2 separate regions of the Mus musculus genome follow, and region 2 is linked to region 1. A link is a contact called in public Hi-C data. All regions are on one chromosome and are shown on one strand. The core of a region is the stretch at or near the end of the contact, and the rest is flanking DNA. Distances in the headings are between cores, read along the strand shown.

Region 1 (3,819 bases), core at 592-3,091:
ATCAGTGGACTCAGTTCCCCAATAGAAAGACATTGATTAACAGACTGGCTACGTAAACAGGACCCAGCATTTTGCTGCATACAGGAAATGTACCTCAGTGACAAAGACAGAGACTACCTCAGAGTAAAAGGTTGGAAAACATTTTTCTAAGCAAGTGGTCCCAAGAAACAAGCTGGAGTAGCCATTCTAATATCCAATAAAATCAACTTTCAACCAAAAGTTATCAAAAAAGATAAGGAAGGACACTTTATACTGGTCAAATGAAAAATCAACCAAGAAGAACTCTCAATTCTGAATATCTATGGTCCAAATGCAAGGGCACCCACATTCATAAAAGAAACTTTACTAAAGCTCAAAGCACACATTGTACCCCATACAATAATAGTGGGAGACTTCAACACCCCACTTTCAGGAATAGACAGATCAGGGAAACAGAAACTAAACAGAGACACTAACAGAACTTATTAACCAAACGGATCTAACAATATCTATAGAACATTTCATCCTAAAGCAAAAGAATATACCTTCTTCTCAGCACCTCATGGTACCTTCTCCAAAACTGACCATATAATCAGTCACAAAACAGGCCTCAACAGATACAAGAAGATTGAAATTATTCCATGCACACTATCAGATCACCACAGACTAAGGCTGGTCTTAAATATCAATAAAAACAACAGAAAGCACACATACACGTGGAAGCTGAACAATGCTCTACACAATGATAACTCAGTCAAGGAAGAAAAAAAGAAAAAAAATGAAACGCTTTTTAGAATTTAATGAAAATGAAGACACATCATACCAAAATTTATGGGACACAAGGAAAGCAGTTGTAAGAGGAAAACTCATAGCTCTAAGTTCTCCCAAAAGAAATTGGAGAGAGCTTACAGGAGCTTGACAGCACACCTGAAAGCTCTAGAACAAAAAGAAGCAAATACACCCTAGAGGAGTAGATGGCAGGAAATAATCAAACTCAGGGCTGAAATCAACCAAGTAGAAACAAAACCAACTCTACAGAGAATCAAAATCAGAAGCTGTTTTTTTGAGAAAAATCAACAAGGTAGATAAACCCTTAGCCAGACTAACCAGAGGGCACAAAGACAGTATCTAAATTAATAAAATCAGAAATGAAATACAACAAAATATATCTTAAAATGATTCTGTTTGTTGAATATTAACAGTTGAAAATACTAAAATCATGTTCTACAAACAATAAAGCCAACCAACCAAACAAAAAAAGATAGAAATCCTCAGAGACACAGTAGGTACATATCCACTGTAAGAGTCACAAGCAGCCCATAGCACTCATACTGGGACAACAAAAGTAGCCTACAATCTTGTCAGGACGTTTTATTGGTAAGGCTATTGCTTGGGATGCTGATTTAAGGTTTTAGAGAATGTCTAGAAATCAAGAATAGAAACAAACACACATAGGTTTCAGGCACACAGAACTCATGGCTTGGCTATTTATGTCTTGTACCACCGTGGACGCTTTCCCTCCCACTAGGATGGGAAGGTGGTAGGCAGGGCTCTGGTGTTAGCAAGAGTTGAGTCTGTGTCCTGGCTCTGACCATGATCCCATAACTTAGGCCCTATTCGCTTAAGAATCCTCATATTTTCAATGGGGAAGGTTATGTATACCAGGTAGGGCTTTTGAAAAACAAATGACCTAACCATGGATGAACTTCCCCTTTTGCAGCTGCTCTACTTAACTGATATGCCGAGAGGCATATTGCTTAGGAGTCCCATGAGCAAGCTGCAAATCCCCGGGAGTGCTAGCCACCTGCCTGCTTTCTGCCACTGCAACTTCCTGCCACTGCAACTTCCTGCCACTGCAACTTCCTGCCACTGCAACTTCCTGCCACTGCAAGCTCACTAGGACGATAAAGTAGCACTGTCCTATGACTCTGGCTCTTGAGCTGTGCTGGCCTTTGGCATGTACTATTACTCTGCTTTAAGAATAGTCTAGTTACAGAGACAAAATTTGGAGCTGTGACAAAAAAGATGGACCATCTAGTGATTGCCATATGCAGGGATCCATCCCATAATCAGCTTCCAAACGCTGACACCATTGCACACACTAGCAAAATTTTGCTAAAAGGACCCAGATATAGCTCTCTCTTGTGAGACTATGCCGGGGCCTAGCAAATACAGAAGTGGATGATCACAGTCAGCTAATGGATGGATCACAGGGCTCCCAATGGAGGAGCTAGAGAAAGTACCCAAGGAGCTAAAGGGAACTGCAACCCTATAGGTGGAACAACAATATGAACTAACCAGTACCCTGGAGCTCTTGTCTTTAGCTGCATATGTATCAAAAGATGGCCTAGTCAGCCATCACTGCAAAGAGAGGCCCATTGGACTTGCAAACTTTATATGCCCCAGTACAGGGGAACGCCAGGGCCAAAAAGGGGGAGTGGGTGGGTAAGGGGTTGGGGGGGTGGGTATGGGGGACCTTTGGGATAGCATTGAAAATGTAAACAAGGAAAATACCTAATTAAAAAAAAAGAATAGTCTAGTTAATAGCATCGAGCCAAGTTGGGTTCACACAGAACTCTAGGGTAGCATAACTTCCTGCAGGCAGAGAGGAGCAGGACAAATCACTATGGTAGTGATTCCTAGCCTCAGCTTTGACATCCCTGAGTATTTCTAAGGATCTCAAGAGAGGTTATAAAATTCTCAAATCAAGTTTAATTGGAATTCACTTTAATATTTTTCAAGTGACATATGGCACTGTAAGAACAGGAAGAAAAAGTCACAAAGTCCACAAACTCGTGAAGGTGTCAGCTCAAAAGGCTAGAAATTACTGCACTGTTGGATCGACGCTCACAGTAAACATTTTGTAACGAAGGCATATTGAATTTGGTGTCATTCATTACAGAGCAGAGGATGTTCTCTTGTTTGGTCACGTGTTTTTCATTTACGAAATATTTAAAAATGGTATTTACCTTTTATTTCAATACACCCACTGTGCATTTCCCAAACCAGCAGCTTTTCAAAGAAATCAACCAGAATTGTAAACACAAGATACAACGCTCTGATTCCCTACAGTCACTTTCACAATCCACATACTGTACATTCATAGGTGGGGCTCAGCCTGTCTCCCACTTCATTTCTGTAATTGCACGAGCATAATAAATACATCTGATTTTAAAGGTCACTTAAAATGAGCCTTGGGGGTTGACAGTGCAGTACCATTCAAGTGCAAAAGTAACCATCAGCTTAATTGTTCCCATCATTCCAAGCTGTGTTTTGTAGTGAAGCTAGGCATCCAGGTGTAGAATGTTTCCTCCCGAGGCAGGGGCAGGCAGAACGGTCACACAGAGGCCTTCACTGTACAGCTGATCCTGTCTCCTATGTTAGAGGCTAGGGTGAGCTTCCATTTCGAACCATTCTGGTGTCCATCCACAATATGACTGACCCCCATTCAACCACAGCAGCATCCCCCTTCCATATAGGCAGGCATCCCTTGGCTTCTTACAGCCTCTGCTTTCCTTCTAGGAGCAAGCTCTACATGCAGTCACCCAAGACACCCTCTATCTGGGGTGGTACCTGGTGTAGTTTGTAGCTCAAACCCAAAAGTTTTCAGTGTATGACTATGGTTTGGGGGAGAAGAATATTCTAAGATTCTTGTCTTAAGTCTTTAGAAAGTCATTCTTATTCCCAGAATTCCCATTCCTGGTTCCCTACTTACTCCTTCACAAACAAAACAGACCTACTATGTAAGTTTTAAACATCATGTCCCTCCCCCAGGCACTTAAATCTTATCCTGCTGTTTGTAAATAGTACTCTTTAGCTTAACACTTAGGAATCTGGTGA
Region 2 (3,819 bases), core at 926-3,425, 93 kb after region 1:
CATATTCCTTGAGCACACTCATCAGCATATGCCTTTTTCTTAATTTGCAGGGCTGGAGGTTGAATCTAGGCCAGATGATCACACTGCCCTGGAACTATATCCTCAGTACCCCTCTGCCTCTTTAATGTTTTATTTTGAGACAAAACCTCATTAAGCTGCCCAGGCTGGCTTTGATCTTGCAATTTTTCTACCCCTGGCCTCCCAAGAAGCTGAGACGACAGGTCCGTGTCACCAGGCTTGGCTTTGTTATGACATTTTAAAGTGAGATAAAACCTATTTATGTCAAATACATGAACCTGGTTTTATGAAGAGTTTACATTTGCCACTGGGGTAGAGGGAGAAAGCTGCTGGTGCCCAGAACCCCTTGCTGTTAACACTACTCTGACTCTGCAGCTTGGGCTCTTAGGGATGCTGACTAAGATTACTATGTAACTGAACCAGTGCTTGTGAGAAGAGGAGAGGTAGGAAGAGAGAAGACAGGGAGAGATCCTGACTGACTGACCAGGCTGTATAATCCCACATCTTGAACTGGTTCTATAGGGAACTCTGACAATCTTGAATGGAGTAAGAGTGGTAATTCTTAGCACCAGAATAGTAGTGCAGGCTTGGGCCTGCTTGCTTTCTTCAGCTAAGAATACCTGCATTCCTGGAGCCAGAGATGGCTGGGAAGTTAAGGGCACTGGCTGCTCTTCTGGAGGACCTGAGTTCATGTCCTAGCACCCACATGGCAGCTCACAACCAACCCTCTTTAATTATAGCCCCAGGTTTTGTACTGTGTGTACTTGTGTGTGTTGCTCTCATTTATCATTCTGAAATTATCAGTCATCCATGCTATGTCATTCCATCTCAGCACACCATAATGCATCTACTCACTCTGCTGCAGATGTTGGCTGGTGTGAATAGTACACATCTTTTGGTATATATTCACATGTTAAGTATTAAGAAAGAGGTTATAGAATATGCATATATTCAACTTTATTAAATACTGATGAGCATTTTCCTAAAGTAATTGCACGAATCCATATTCCCACCATGAGTGTAAATAAACTTTATTTTACTTATTTAGGCTATAAGACAAGCTCCACCTAAAACTATGTGGGCAGGCTGGCTTGGCACTCACTCTATAGCTAGGTTAGGCTGGAACTCACAGGAATTCTTTTGCCTCTGCCTCTTCTATGCTAGGGGCAGAGGTGCAGACTACCATACCTGACTTGCAAGAGAATTTTAGTTTCTATGAGGGTTTGGTGCACTTTTCTGATAACTAGTGACATTGGTTGCTGTCTTAGTCAGGATTTCTATTCCTGGACAAAACATCATGACCAAGAAGCAAGTTCAGGAGGAAAGGGTTTATTCAGCTTACACTTCCATACTGCTGTTCATCACTATAGGAAGTCAGGACTGGAACTCAAGCAGGTCAGGAAGCAGGAGCTGATGCAGAGGCCATGGAGGGATGTTCCTTACTGGCTTGCTTCCCCTGGCTTGCTCAGCCTGCTCTCTTATAGAACCAAGACTACCAGCCCAGAGATGGCACCACCCACAAGGGGACCTCCCCCCTTGATCACTAATTGAGAAAATGCCTTACAGCTGGATCTCATGGAGGCATTTCCCCAACTGAAGCTCCTTTCTCTGTGATAACTCCAGCCTGTGTCAAGTTGACACAAAACTAGCCAGTACTTTCATGTACTTACTGATCATTTAAATATTTTCTTTTACAAGGATTTAGAGGCCCTTTTCACCTGGCCTTCTCTGTTGTTCCTGTTGACTTTATTGTGAAAGATCTTTATTGCTTGTGTATTCCAGTCCTTAGTCAGTATATCCTGCAAATGGCCCCTCTACTCTGTGGCTTAAATCCTTGTTCCTTTATGCAACGGAGAAAGAACTCCACAAATTAACTCTGTGTTATGCAGTAGTCAAATCTGGATGTTGTTTTTTGTTTTGTTTTGTTTTGTTTTTTTCTCCATAGTTTCCATATCTTAAAGGAGTTTTAATAAACACCTTAAAACTCAGTAAAAGGTATGAGTTAAGGAAAGCAGTTTGTTTAAAACACAGTGAGAGGTCTTTTGAGGAAGGTGATTCATTTAAAACTTAGTTATTACAAAGTAATCAATTGGAAGTGGTTAACAGAGTCAGGAACTTCCACAATTGGTCTTTAAGCTGCATCAGCCTGCACAAAAAAATGTTAGTGCCCCCTGGTGGGCAGTGTGAGCTTTACAGTAAATCCTGAAACACCATCAAGGTTTCCTCTATCTAAAAAGAACTATCAGTTGAAGTAATCCTAAATTCCCCTGAGGCTTGGGTTTGGGCCAGGCTACGAACTAGAAGATAATTACAACATCTAGTAAGATCATAAGTGGAAAATCGAGTGTTGAGACCTAAATAATTGCCGTTGTGGGGACAGTACAGGGAGAAATGGGTTGGAGGTGAGGATCACTCCAAAAGCAGGGACAGGTGCCATTAAAGTACAAATGGAAAACCATTTCCTTTTCTTTTGGAGTATATTTAACCTCATTCTGGGTAAAGAATATTAGCCACTCATCTTTATATTGCATTAACACCTGTTTTCAACGCAGATGTGTTTAACACATATGTGAAAACGTCAAAAATCCCTCTTTTTTTTTTTTTTTTTTATTCTTTTGAGATAAGATCTTCCTAAGTAAACCAGTCTGGCCTTGAATTCACAGAGGTGTGCCTGCCTCTGTACCCCAAGCTGGGATTAAAGACTCGTGTAATTATGCCCAGCTTTTCTTAATTCAATCTTCACAGTTCATGCTATGTATTTCATTGTTGCTAGAGCACCATAAACAAACAGTGCAGGATACTAATCCAGTGGGTTTATTCCAGTGCTTACTAACCACACATTCTATCACTTTTCTCTATGTTTGGGCTTACCAGCGAGCAAGCACCATGGAGACGAGGAACAAAGTGGCCCTGTCTTCCCTCTTTCCGTGTCACCCTTTCCAGCATCAGTGATTAGACAACACAGGAAAATAACACAAATCATACCGGCTGTGGTAAGCCTTCCTCCTTGTACATCTTTTCTGAGTGCCATTGCCTTCTTCATGCATGCCGTGAAACCCGGCCATGATACTTAGTCATGAATATATACTTGTCAACTGCTGGCTTTGAATCACAGTGGCCATGACATCTAGGATCCCCTGAAATCATGGATGCTGTGATACTGTGAATAAAACAGCTAGGAGATAAAACACACACACAAGCACACATACATATATACATACACACACATGTGCATCTGTGCATATACACATACTGTATAGCTCTTCTACTTCATTACAGAAAGGAGAAAATCAAAGTATAATTTTGTAAGTTAAAAAATTTGTCTTTTTTAAAATTTTGTACTAGGTATTTTATTTACATTTCAAGTGTTCTCTCCTTTCCTCATTTCCCCTCTGAAAACACCCTTATCCCATCCTCCCACCACCTACTCACTAACCCACCCACTCCCGCTTCCCTGTCCTGGCATTCCCCTATAGTGGGGCATTGATCCTTCACAGGACCAAGGGCCTCTATTCTCACTGATGTTCCACAAGGCCATACTCTGCTATATATGCAGCTGGAGCCATGAGTCCCTCCATGTGTACTCCTTGGTTGGTGGTTTAGTCCCAGTGAGCTCTGGGGGTACTGGTTAGTTCATATTGTTGTTCCTCCTATGGGGCTGCAAACCCCTTCAAGCTCCTTGAGTTCTTTCTCTAGCTCCTCCACTGGGAACCCTGTGCTCAGTCCATTTTTTCCCCAGCATTCAAAGAGCAGGAAAACAATGAGTAAAGGTCTCCCTTGAGATGGGCAGAACATGAGCCA

The links. A called contact is a pair of places that touch in the nucleus more often than the background predicts.
Region 2: a Hi-C map of CD8 T cells shows a contact between it and region 1, with 4 times the contacts expected there. The contact joins two enhancer-like sites. A contact is called at or near these places in 13 of 39 promoter capture datasets (the 3T3-L1 cell line, 3T3-L1-derived adipocytes, the C10 cell line and 8 more), 5 of 15 datasets of contacts at CTCF or cohesin (CD8 T cells, hippocampal excitatory neurons, large pre-B cells and 2 more), 207 of 484 Hi-C or Micro-C datasets (3T3-L1-derived adipocytes, the AML12 cell line, B cells and 115 more), 19 of 115 datasets of contacts at active chromatin or transcription factors (CD4 single positive thymocytes, CD8 T cells, the HPC-7 cell line and 15 more) and 4 of 9 other capture datasets (adipose tissue, embryonic stem cells, liver and 1 more).

Annotation. Positions count from the first base shown.
Region 1 is chr1:52,653,615-52,657,433 of GRCm38.p6, forward strand. It overlaps a transcript of Mfsd6 not described here. Among named protein-coding and RNA genes, the nearest start is that of Nemp2, 25 kb to the left of the region's middle. Within about 2 kb of position 1,842, at least 81 of the 459 cell types and tissues checked have an H3K27ac peak or open chromatin away from gene starts, as enhancers often do. A contact at or near this core is called in CD8 T cells, the HPC-7 cell line and bone marrow-derived macrophages, where this site is marked.
Region 2 is chr1:52,746,271-52,750,089 of GRCm38.p6, forward strand. No RefSeq gene overlaps it. Among named protein-coding and RNA genes, the nearest start is that of Mfsd6, 21 kb to the left of the region's middle. Within about 2 kb of position 2,176, at least 6 of the 459 cell types and tissues checked have an H3K27ac peak or open chromatin away from gene starts, as enhancers often do. A contact at or near this core is called in CD8 T cells, the HPC-7 cell line and bone marrow-derived macrophages, where this site is marked.